3 separate regions of the Macaca mulatta genome follow, and all the other regions are linked to region 1. The links are chromatin contacts, called in public Hi-C maps. All regions are on one chromosome and are shown on one strand. The core of a region is the stretch at or near the end of the contact, and the rest is flanking DNA. Distances in the headings are between cores, read along the strand shown.

Region 1 (4,071 bases), core at 937-3,436:
CATTTAATTAATACTAAATGTATTGGCCTGATAAGATAAATTTTGGGCAACCATTGGAATTCACAGATTTATTATTGAAACTGGGCAAGATTCACAGCTAATTATTTAGCTTATAGTTATTAAAAGAGGATTCCTATCACACTTCATTTAATGAGAAAGTTTGAAATTCTAAACTAACTAATTTCATTTATGGCAGACTGACATATTTTCATTTTACTCAGGAACCATTCTTAATAATTAAAGACTAATTATTAACAATATCCAAGAAGGTAGCTTGTTCCTAGCAAAATGCTAAGAAACAAATATCAATCTCAAATTAGAGTGTATTTCCAGAATATCAAAAAAAAAAAGTCAGAGCTGGAAACCCTCATACATTGCTGGTGGGAATGAAAAATGATGTAGCCACTTGGAAAAGTTTCCCAGTTTCCCAAAAAGTTATACACAGAACTACTCTACGACCCATCACTTTCATTCCTATCTAACCAAGACAAATTAAAACATACGTCCACACAAAGACTTGCATATGAATGTTCACAGTATTCATAACTGGAAACGACCTAAATGTCTCTAAACTGGTAAATGGGTAGTGTTTCATCCTGCCGAACCCACGGTTCGCCCTCTAAGTGTTTATTAAAATTAATAAGGTATAATTACCTAAAACTCTTGCAAACAGGGGCTAGGAGAAGTAACCTATCACAACTGATAAACATCATCATGTTGTTGGCAAACTCGTATGTAAGGCATTAAGAAACATGAACGGAGAGCTTTGCCCTCAAAGGGTTAAGAACATCTAGAACGCCGCGGGGGGGGGTCTCGTCTTCCGACTTTGGAGCCCCCCCTCCGTCTGTCTCTGTAGAGGGGAGCTTCTTCCTTCCTACTTCTTCCTTCTTTCTTGCCTATTAAACTATCCGCCCCTTAAAACAACAACAAAAAAAAGAGTCTTGGTGTTTACCACAAAAGAACGAGGCTGTTCCAAAATCACAGCCTCCCTAAAGCAACCCTCAATTATTACATAAAGAGGCAGCCTCCCTAAAGCAGCAACCCTCGATTATTACATAAAGTCACTTAATCCTTTCTGACTTCACCACTCTTTGCAACCAGAGTTTACTTGGCAGGTAGGCTGTGGTGAAGTTAGGGACATGATTTAGACAACCTAAGTTAGGGGTAACAGGCAAAAAAGAAAAGAAAAGAAGAAAAAGAAAATCAAAGCTCTGTCATCACTGTGAACTTCTCTTCAATAAGAGCCTTAAATCTCAGCCCTGGGAACAGAGACCCTTCCTCATGCCCTGGAGAAGAGGCTGGTAACAACCTGCGGATCTCTCCCTTAGAATCCAAAGGGTGACGCTGTCCTCACTGCTTCCCCACACATTAGCGAGTGCGCGAAAGTCCACCTTCGTGGTCGGACGACGGGGCAGGTCCACTCGCGGCCTCTGCCACGCCCCACGCCGCCCCTCCCCGCACAGCCCGCCGGGGTTAGCCAGCCCGTCCGCCTGCTCCCTCTCAGCGGCGCAATCTCAGGAATTCTTAACCCTACTTTGGGCAGGTGGGATGGCCCAGAAAGGCCCTGCATGCTGCCACTTTGGCTCAGGGTCCTCAGCCCAAACTGAGAAACGTTTTACAGAGAAGCGTGACGACCTCTCGCAATAAGCCAGAGTACCGCCACCTCCTTCCACTTAGCGCCAAAATTCACCGACTTACGGATGTGACTGGGCGCAGCGTCCGCCCTAAGGCGTAAGGGGCGCCAAGTGCTGTTTCCACCCCGCCCAGTGCCGCCCCGCCCCGCCCCGCGGCCTGCGTGCGTCAGAGATCACGTGCCGCGTCTCCCGTCCCTACAGGCAATCGGGCGCTCCCCTCTTCCGGAAGTCGCGCTGGTGCGCGCCGGACTCCTCCCACCTGAGGCGACGTCAAGCTCAGCTCCTACCACTTCTCTGTCTCCCCCGACTGGCGCAGGGAGGGCTGCCTTTCCCTTACAGTATGCCTTGAGGCTTCCGGGCCACTGAACTTTAGGAGGGAGGGCATTGCAGTTATTCAGTGTGCCAGCCTCGGACGCACGTGAGTAGAGTTTGAGAGGACAGAGGCTGGCTCCGGCAGGCCACGCCCGCAGAGGCCTTTCCCCCTCTCTACAACTTGTGCTCTAGTTGGTTCCGCCGAGACCCACGACGGTTCCGCCCCCTTCTTCCTTGTCATTGATGTTGTTGTTCTTGTCAGTGCCGCAGCCCCGACCGCCGGGAGCTCGAACCCGAGCCGGGGCCGCCCGGGTGGCGCGGTGGCGGTGGCTGCGGCTGCAGCAGCTGCGACGGCTGCGGGGGCTGCTCCGGGTACTGCGGGGGCGGCCGGAAGCCGGCACCCGGCGACGGGGCCGGATGGCTCTGTGCGGGCAGGCGGCGGGCGCTGCGTCGCTGCCCAGCGAGCTGATCGTGCACATCTTCTCTTTTCTGCCGGCGCCCGACCGGCTGCGGGCCTCGGCCTCCTGCTCCCACTGGCGTGAGTGCCTCTTCTATCCGGCCCTCTGGCCCCAGCTCCGCATCTGCCTCCGCGTCTCGCCCGCGGAGCAGCCTCGGCTGGAATTCCTCATGCGCAAGTGCGGCTGGTTCGTGCGGGAGCTGCATGTTGAATTCGCCGCGGAGAACTACCTGAGCGGCGGCGGCCCAGGAGACGGAGGTGGCGCGGACACCGGGACTGGAGGGGAGGAAGTCGAGGCCCTGCAGCTCTCTGCTCGTTGGCTGGAAGTGCTGCGCACCTACTTGGAGCTGGTGCTTTGCGTCCTGGTCAGCATCCGGAACAACAGGTAGGCATGTCGTGAGCCCCGCCCCGCCCTGTAACGGGGGTGGCTCCGTTCCCGCACCCCGACACAGATTCTGTGCGTAATACGCGCCCGGCCAACTTCAGCGTTGCCTTCTTCAGTGACGGAGAGTGTTGGTTCTAACCAGGCGGTTTCCTTGAGCGGAAGGGCATAACGGGACTCATCATGATACTTTATAGACAGTGGTGGACTGGGTGTTTAACAGACACCACTTCTGGCGCCTTCTAGGCAGTCATTCATCCTCTCGGTGGCCGTGGGATGGAGCTGACAGGCGCTGTCATTTTTCATTTTATAGATGGGAGAGTTAAGGCTGGGAGGGTGAGGCCTGTGGGTGAGCCTTGGAAGAAACAAAACATACACATAATACGATTTTCTGACTCTCAATCTGTCTGTTAGAAATAGTTCATTGTGGGGGAAGGAGTACTCATAGGACGCTGCCTAAAAGAAATTTTGTAACAGCCGTTTTCTTACCAGAAATAGTTTCGGCTAACTGAACAAGGCCGGAAGAGAAGGAGGAGTGTTTGTTAAAAGGCTTGGGGAAGAAGTTGATCTTCAGGGTTGAAAGACCCTCCCCATACACCCCCACACTCAACTTGTCCCCAGTAGTTCACTTAAAAGTAACAGTCGGGCGGAGGAGGGGGGCGGGCAGCGAGGGAGTTGGCCAGGGTCTGCAAAGGGTAAGCACATAACTCTTCTGGTTTTGCATCAGGACTTCCCTGTAATTCTGGAACCAACACCTTATGTTCTGACCCAGTATCCCTTCCAATCGTCATTTTTCTCCATCGCCACCTCCAAAACCCTATTAATTTCGATCTTCTGTATATGGATATTCTAAAGAACCTTACAGTAAAACTCTTATTAGAAGAAAGTTTAGAAGTTCACAAAAGGAGCACCTTACATAGTAAAAACACTTCAGCAGTTTCACATTCACTGTGTTATTTGAGCCTCTCAGTGACACTGTAAGGCAGGGCAATGATTAATATCCCTGTTTTATAGAAAGGAAACTGACCCTTTATACGATCAAGTGATTTGCACATTGCTGTACGACATTGGTTTTCTCCAAAAGTGTGTCCTTTTGCAGTAAATATACTGAACATTATGTTGAACAAGGTTAAAAGCAGTCCCTGGTTTAATGCTAGGAGATATATATAGATATATAGATATATTATAAGGTTATATATATATATATATGCACCATTATTCTGTGTCTTAATCCAGAAGTCAAGAGATAAGCATATAGCTCCAAGTTGTATCTGGGATATGGCTCC
Region 2 (4,071 bases), core at 914-3,413, 340 kb after region 1:
AAGAAAAACATTGAATATATCAAGATGAATCAGCCAAATATTGTACTGTGTGTATGTGTTGGGGGTGGGGGGAAACAGAGTAGAGGTGGCAGAGGCAATGTAGGAGGAAAAGACAGGCTGACTAGAATACATAAATAGTACGTGAAATCTTTCGGGCCAGGGATCTGGGCCTACCTTGCCTGCATCATATCACCAGCATCTCAATCGTGTCTGGCACATAGTAAGTGTTCAGTAAATATTTGTTGCACTAAGTGAAAGAATGAACTCTCTTTTTTCAGAGATTATTTGTGATTCTCCGAATCAACCAGGGTCCTTAAGATGTCCTGGAGGCCGTCTCCATTTCTCTCCGTAAGTTAAGGTGTCCGAGTGGCACCAGTGCTCCACTCCTTCCGCGACCTGCAGGTAGTGGGATACGCTGTGGCTCTGCGGAGCGGGGTGAAGGAGCTCCCCCGGCGCCGCTCCCTTTCCCGGTCCCGCTGTGCCCGGTCCCACGCCCCTCGGCCGCCCGGCTGCCTGGGTTGTCCGGGTTCTTCCGCCCCTCTGGCTCGGTCCCCGCTACCTCTCCTCCCTTCTTCCCTCTCGGTACCTTCGCCCGCCGCGCGCCTTTCTCAAATCCTCCGGTTATTAAGCTCAGGGGACGGTGGCCCGCCCGGGTAACTCTGCGCCCGCCCCTTCCTGCCCCCTTCCTGCCCTCACGCCCCGTCCCCTCCTCTTGACGTGGCAGAGGCGGCGCCAGCCATGTTGGCCGGGCGGAGGTCTTCGGTGAGGCCCGGGGCGGGGTGGCGCCAGCCCTGATTGCGGTGCCACGGACTGCTCCTCCTGGGCGGAGAGGACTGATTTTGCAAAGCGGAGGCTGCGACGGGTCCGGCAGGGGGACAGTGAGGTAAGGGCCGCCTCGTCTCCGCTCCTGGGGGACCTCAGGTGCGCAGCGGAAAGCGGGGGCGGGCTGGCGGCGGCGGGCTGGCGGCTGGGGTCCTGGGGTGGTCCCGGCTCTGCCCTCTCGGTGCCCTCGGGCCCGCGAGGTGTGCCGGAGTCTGAGGCCCAGTCCGGCGCGGGGAGCGTTGAGCGGTGAGCTTGCCACCCTCTCACCCACTTGGCTCTGCCGGGGCCGGGGGCCCGGGCTCCTCCTCTGGCTCCCCAGGATTCGGTGGAAAGATGGGAGTCGTGTGGAAAACGGTGGTTGGAGCATCTCGCCCAGCACCCACCCCCACCTCCTGGGCCACCCACCCCCACCTCCTGGGCCACCCACCTCCACCTCCTGGGCCACCCACCTCCACCCAAGCCCATCATCGCCTCTGGGCCCTTGGACTTTCTGTTTCATTCCTTGCCAGATCTGGAGTGTCCTAGACTTTGAACCCAATTAACTACGTCACCCGTAATTCAGCCTTGGAAGTTAAAGGGGAAAAGAGCTAGGTAAAGATAATGCCTTAGGTTTTGATTACAAAAAGTTGAGTTTTCCAGCAGGACCAATCCTATCCCATTGGGCTTTCTTTCTAAGGCAAGTAGTGTTTCCCGATTTGGTGGTAAAGGTACTACCTGAGGAAAGTAATAGTAAATCTACATCAATCACTGGAGGGGGTATGTGGAATTCTCGTTTTCACGTGAACTCCCTTAACCTCTACCCTCCAAAGCCATGGATAACTAGCCAAATTAACTTGATTTAAAAAGGTTTTAGATTAAAATATAAGTGCATGTTAAGTTTTCCTTCTTTTCCTCCTCTGGTAGTGAATGAACATCATTTCAGAAGTAGCGTGATCTCGGCTCACTGCAACCTCCACCTTCCCGGGTTCATGCCATTCTCCTTTCTCAGCCTCCCGAGTAGCTGGGACTGCAGGCGCCTGCCACCACGCCTGGCTTTTTTTGTATTTTTAGTAGAGACAGGGTTTCACTGTGTTAGCCAGGATGGTCTCGATCTCCTGACCTCGTGATCCGTTCATCTCGGCCTCCCAAAGTGCTGAGATTACAAGTGTGAGCCACCACGCCGGGCCTGATTTACAGAATTTTAGAGTTAGATGGGATCTTGTGGTTTTCTAGTCCAAGTCTCTTATCTTGCTGATGAGAAAAACAGAGGATTCAGAGAGGTTAAATTGTCCAAGATCATAAGAAGACAGTTCATTGAGGATTTTACAAGTGAAAAGTAGGAGACAAATTTAATTGGCTACTAACAAATACATCTAATTGGAAGGAACTCAAATTTACTTGGCAAGTAAATTTTCAATTAGGTATGAATAAAAGAGCTTAAATTAGAATATGAGAAACTATCATAGGGAAAGTCTTTTTGGTTTGTTTGTTTGAGATGGAGTCTCTCCCTGTCACCCAGGCTGGAGTGCAGTTGAAGGATCTCAGCTCACTGCAAGCTCTGCCTCCCAGGTTCAAGCTGTTCTCCTGCCTCAGCCTCCCTAGTAGCTGGGACTAATAGGCGCCCGCCACCACGCCTGGCTAATTTTTGTATTTTTTAGTAGAGACGGAGTTTAACCATATTGGCCATGCTGGTCTCGATCTCATGACCTCCTGATCCACCCGCCTCGGCCTCCGAAAGTGCTGGGATTACAGGCGTGAGCCACTGCGCCTGGCCAGGGAAGTCTTTTAAAATACTACTTGGGCACATATTTGATATACTAGGTTAAAGTGACATAATGGTTTGCTTCTTAGCTTTTAGCTCTATTATGATAAAATTATGTAACTAAAGTATATTGTACTGAAATCGGACATTTCTTTAGAATAGTCTTTTGTGTTTTGTATCACCTAAAAAAAAAAAAAAAAAAAAGACTAGTGGCTGGGCGCAGCGGTTTATGCCTGTAATCCCAGCACTTTGGGAGGCCGAGGCGGGCGGATCACCTGAGGTCAGGAGTTCAAGACCAGCCTAGCCAACAAGGTGAAACCCCATCCCTATTAAAAATAGAAAAATTAGCCGGGCATAGTAGCTCGCGCCTGTAATCCCAGCTACTCGGGAGGATGAGGCGGGAGAATCGCCTGAACCCGGGAGGTGGAGGTTGCCGTGAGCCGAAATGGCGCCACCGCACTCCAACCTGGGTGGTAGAGTGAGACTCCATCTCAAAAATAAAAGAGACTAGTATGCTAGTATGCTAAGTCTGCATTCTAATATAGTGTGTGGAATAATATTTCTTTGGTTTAATACTTTTATGCAAACCTGTTAGTATTAGGGGAGAGAGTGCTTATCAAATAATATCATTTTATGAAAAGCTAGCTTGTGGCTGGGCCCGGTGGCTCACACCTGTAATCCCAGTACTTTGGGAGGCGGAAGCGGGTGGATCACCTGAGGTCGGGAGTTCGAGACCAGCATGACCAACGTGGAGAAACCCCATCTCTACTAAAAATACAAAAATTAGCCGCGTGTGGTGGCTCACGCCTGTAATCCCAGCTACTCAGGAGGCTGAGGCAGGAGAATTGCTTGAAACCAGGAGGTGGAGTTTGCGGTGAGCCGAGATCGTGCCATTGCACTCCAGCCTGGGCAACAAGAGCAAAACTCTGTCTCAAAAGAAGAAAAGAAAAGAAAATAAAAGAAAAGTTGGCTTGTAAAAGGACTTTATTTCAGATATGCCATTGTTGGACATGGGACTAAGCCTAGCAAACTTTGTCCTTGAATTCGTGATTTTAAGATTGCATGACTACTACAATGGAAAGGTGAGGGAAGTCAGGGAAGTGTTGTGCATAGCCAAGTAATTGGACCAATTAAGAAACAGGACTTTTTTCAAACTACTGCTGGAAAGTGGGAATGTAAGAAGTATAATAGATGTGATTTAGCAAGCAAATTGATCTTAGAGCAGGGAGATTGAGAGGAAAAAATGTGAAGAAGAGAAGGGGAGCTGTGCCCAAATTTCACTAAGGTGATACTTAGTATGTCTTAAGAAGTAAGGATGTAGAGATACAATCCAGCCTGTTAACCAGTTGAAAGTTAAACCTGGCTATTATCTGTGTGTGAATGTCTTCCTGCTGAGACTCCTGGAACCTTTCGTAGTGTGGTTTCCTCATGGTCCTAAGGCAGTTGTTTTCAGAACCCCTAACTTAAACATTATTGAGTATCCAAAGAGAAAAAAAAAAAAGGCTAAA
Region 3 (4,071 bases), core at 1,175-3,674, 260 kb after region 1:
ATACCTTTGCTTTCCCTTTTCATCCATATTTTGATCCTGGATAAGGTCTCTACGCGTGCGCTCTTTGGAGGTAGCTACAACTGAAGACTGCAATGCTGGCTGCAGAAAAAGAAAATCTCAGTAATTAACTAGCATATGAGTGGTGTGCTTTCAAATGTAGTAAAGTGAAGGTACTACATTCGTTTAAGTTCCTTCAATCTCAATACCTTTTTAACATCATCATCCTCTGGGTCGCTTTCCTGGCGTGATTCTCTTCTGGTCCGACGCTCCCCACCCAGCCTGTCATAGACAAAATTACTTTTTTTGAGACAGTGTTTCACTATACCATCCAGGCTGAAGTGCAGTGGTGCCACCACAGTTCACTGCAGCCTCGACCTCCCAGGTTCAAGTGATCCTCTTGCCTCATCCTCCCAAGCTGGGACTACAGGCGTGAGCCAGCATGCCTGGGTAACTTTTTTGTACTTTTTGTAGGGATGTGATTTCACCATGTACCTAGGCTGGTCTGGAACTCCTGGGCTCAAGTGATCTGCTGGCCTTGGCTTCCCAAAGTGCTGGGATTACAGGGATAAGCCACTGTACCTGGCCAGAAATTAATTTAAATGACCAGAGGTATTTATGTAACTGCACACCAAAGGCAAATGCCCTCTCTTTCTAGGACTCATTTCCAGAAGCTTTGTTCTATCAAGTCTCCATTCCATTTTATTCTTTCCTCCAGCAGAGAAAGAATACAACATGTGAACTAACACCCAAACTAACTCTGCTCTCCTGTATTTTCTAAGTATTTCAAACTGGTTAAGTATTTCAATTACAAGTCAGAAAAAAATGGTACTAATTGACAATTTTTCCAAATTTACTCTTCACCTGACCTTTATTTTGATAAACTGTGGGTTATCATGAGTGCAGAACTGTGTTTTGAGAGAACTGACTCAGTTCAATCAAATACCAAGAGAACTTGTGAGGGGGGGGAAGTGGCACACTACTCAATTGTAATATTACTCAAACAGCATTATTATTAATAAATATTTGTATTTGTGTTGTACATCAGAAACTAAAGAAGACTTCAGGAATCTTTTTACAGACCTACCTACTGACTGCCCCTTCAAGGTCTCTCTGTTTGGCTGGGGGTCCTCCTCCACTATCTGAGAATCCACGCCTGAAATTTAAAATGTTCAACATAAAGCACTTGAAATACAAGATAAACGGTATTTCCATTTGACAAGAGAATATGGTTGAAATTTTAAAAACCTTTCCAACTAAAGTAGCCTTAAATGGGCATTCATTCCCAAAATGCTTTTAGTGTTACTTTAAACTATAAGAATTAAGTTCACTCAAAATTGGTACACTTAATATATTCTTCGACCTCCAGTTTTTCAGGATAACTGTATTTATACGGAAACCTAGTCTATCACAAGCATTAAACAAAGACAACAAACACTGGGTTATCGATTTTATCACAGGTTTTGTGCAAGCCAATATATTTGTAAGTAAAGTACCAGTAGTTTCAGCATGAGTAAAGTCCAAAGGAAATCTTACCTCAGTAATAAACTACCACGTCCTCTACCTCCACCAGGACCAGAAAGGGCCAGCAATCTGGCTTGGATGGGCCTGTAAGAGATTTACAAATCAGTGCAAGATCATATGCAGACACACATAGTTGCACCAATTACTTTCAGAGATATGGATCCAAGGAGAAAATCGCAAAAGTTCCAAAAAGATAGTTTCAAATAAACCCAAGTGTCTGAAACAGGACAGGACGTACTATTTCATTTAACTTCCTCGTTTCTCCAGGACCTGTATCACAGAAATTATAATCACCTCGATGCCCCCACACATTGAAAAGCCTGAATCAGGTCCCCATCCCGCCATCCCCGAGGAAGCTGCACGTGGGCAAGAGGTTGGGGTGAAGTGGCTAGTGGCGTCCCGGCAGGGTCTCGGGGCCAGCCCTGGGCCGGGTGCCCGCCAGAGCGGGAAGGGGCTTTGTGCTGCAGTTCCGGGCCTGCAGGGCCGAGGGCGGGAATCAGTAGTCTGGGTCTTCTCACAGGCCTGAGAAACCATGCCGGCGTATCCAGGACTCGCTCTCCTTTCTCAGGAACCTGAGACCAGCGCTCTACGATGGGGGCCTGGGGCTTTTCCACCTCGGCGAGAACATGGTTTTACCCGCCGCCCCGCGAACAGGCCTCGAGGTTCCAGCCTTCTGAAGGCTGGCCGCCCTCCCCGCCCCCAATTCACCCCGACCAGAGGGCTGCCTCTCCGAGCTCCGAGTTCCCGTTAAGCCCTTACCTCACGTCATTCGGATCCCGCCCGGTGAGCTTGCGAATATTCTCATCCACGTTCTTAAGGCTCTCTTTGGCCTTTTCTAGCTGTTCCTGCAAAGTTCTCACTGCGACCGCCATCTTCTCCCTGCAGCAGGCCTGAGACTGCTTTACAGGCCGCGCCGGGCTGTGCCGCGCCGCCGAGACGCGAAAGGACTGACAGCCGGGCTCAGCCAATGACGATGAGCGTTGTTTTCCGGCCTCAACCACTCAGCGACCGGAAGGGGGAAGAACCTGCAGCCTTTGTGACTCTGGGCCAATGAAAAGTCAGCCAGGCAGTCACCTCCCTCCCCAATTAGCTGCGGGTGCCTGGATCCCGCTGCTAGCGCAGAGCCGGGGCGGGTTTCACAATCCCTGAGTTCTCAGAGACTTGGCCCGCAAGCCTGCAGTTCTGGCAAGGAGAGCGCGGAGTTTTCCAGGCCTTTTAACCTATGATGTAATGTGCCTTACACAGTTTTAACCTGATCACATCAGGGTGGGACTTAGCCAAGCCTCCTTTTCTTCCTTACCCTCACCTTGGTTAATGGTTTAATTAGAAAAGGGCGCGGCTATTCTGTTGGTGCGCATGCTCAGAGAGGGGGTGGGCGCGTGCTTTCCTCTATTAGGTTAATTTTTTTTTTTTTTTCATACGGAGTCTCGCTCTGTCGCCCAGGCTGGAGTGCAGTGACACCATCTCGGCTCACTGCAACCTTCGCCTCCCAGGTTCAAGCGATTCTCCTGCCTCAGTCTCCCGAGTACCTGGGACTACAGGCGCTTGCCAACACGCCTGGCTAATTTTTGTATTATTAGAGACCGGATTCCACCATGTTGGGCAGTCTGGTCTCGAACTCCTGACCTCAGGTGATCCGCCCGCCTCTACCTCCCAGAGTGCTGGGAATACAGGCTTGAGTCACCACGCCCACCCTGATTAGGCTAAAGTGAGCAGAAGGAAGACAAAAATAAAAACTAGGAAAAGTCATTAATCATAATGACTAACATTGGTTAGGGGTTGATCTTGTTCCCGACCCTCTGTGAAACCCTCTACGTGCCTTATTCCTCACAAACTAAAAGTGTGGATAAAAATGCCTGTTATTACTGATAAGGAAATTGAGACTGGAGATAATATAACTGTCCCTTGGTCGCGCCAGTTGAGAATCAGTCTCTGATTAGACCCTGAGCATCTGTACTAGAGAAAAGAAAGCAATAGCGAGACAGGCAGTCATGGTTGAGTTAGCCTCTTCACCTGGCCTAGAGCTGGTTAAGACCAGGCCTAAGGGAGCGGCCCTATTGTTAGTGGTGTCTGTGTGTGTTGTCCTGCTTCTGGTTCTGCCCTACCTGCACTGCCAGTGTGGGAACCAGTTTTGTTCTATAAACATATGTATACACAAATGGAAGCTCAGAAAACAGTTTTTTCACAGGCCAGGCACAGTGACTCATGTCCGTAATCCCAGCATTTTGGGAGGCTGAGGCAGGTGGATAACTTGAGGCCAGGAGCTGGAGACCAGCCTGGCCAACATGTTGAAACCCCGCCTTTACTAAAAATGCAAAAATTAGCCGGGAGTGGTGGTGCACGCCTGTAATCCCAGCTACTCGGGAGGCTGAGTCAGGAGGATAGCTTGAGCCCCGGATGAGGAGGTTGCAGTGAGCCGAGATTGCACCACTGCACTCTAGCCTGTGTGACAGAGTGAGACTGTGTCCCAAACAAACAAAAAAACCAAAACACTTTCCCACAGAAACAAAGCATTGTTAATAAATAATCTCAGCCAGGCATCTATCTTCC

What was found. Hi-C and Micro-C count contacts between places; a contact is called where the count stands out from the background.
Region 2: a contact with region 1 is called in a Hi-C map of fetal cortex germinal zone, with 2.2 times the contacts expected there. The contact joins the promoter of LOC114679676 here to the promoter of FBXO33 in region 1. A contact is called at or near these places in 2 of 14 Hi-C or Micro-C datasets (fetal cortex germinal zone and fetal cortical plate).
Region 3: a Hi-C map of fetal cortex germinal zone shows a contact between it and region 1, with 2.5 times the contacts expected there. The contact joins the promoter of PNN here to the promoter of FBXO33 in region 1. A contact is called at or near these places in 6 of 14 Hi-C or Micro-C datasets (blood, cortical neurons, fetal cortex germinal zone and 3 more).

The regions. Positions count from the first base shown.
Region 1 is chr7:112,548,517-112,552,587 of T2T-MMU8v2.0, reverse strand. FBXO33 (F-box protein 33) reads left to right here and starts at 2,186. Exons shown (of 4, transcript XM_001093383.5): 1 at 2,186-2,788. The coding sequence starts at 2,190.
Region 2 is chr7:112,210,385-112,214,455 of T2T-MMU8v2.0, reverse strand. It overlaps LOC114679676, which reads right to left and starts at 2,163. Exons shown (of 2, transcript XM_028851990.2): 1 at 587-2,163; 2 at 1-396. The coding sequence starts at 1,321. The coding sequence ends at 301. SEC23A (SEC23 homolog A, COPII coat complex component) reads left to right here and starts at 726. Exons shown (of 20, transcript NM_001261363.1): 1 at 726-883.
Region 3 is chr7:112,287,771-112,291,841 of T2T-MMU8v2.0, reverse strand. It overlaps PNN (pinin, desmosome associated protein), which reads right to left and starts at 2,424. Exons shown (of 9, transcript XM_002805022.4): 1 at 2,281-2,424; 2 at 1,534-1,605; 3 at 1,085-1,153; 4 at 207-279; 5 at 5-99. The coding sequence starts at 2,393.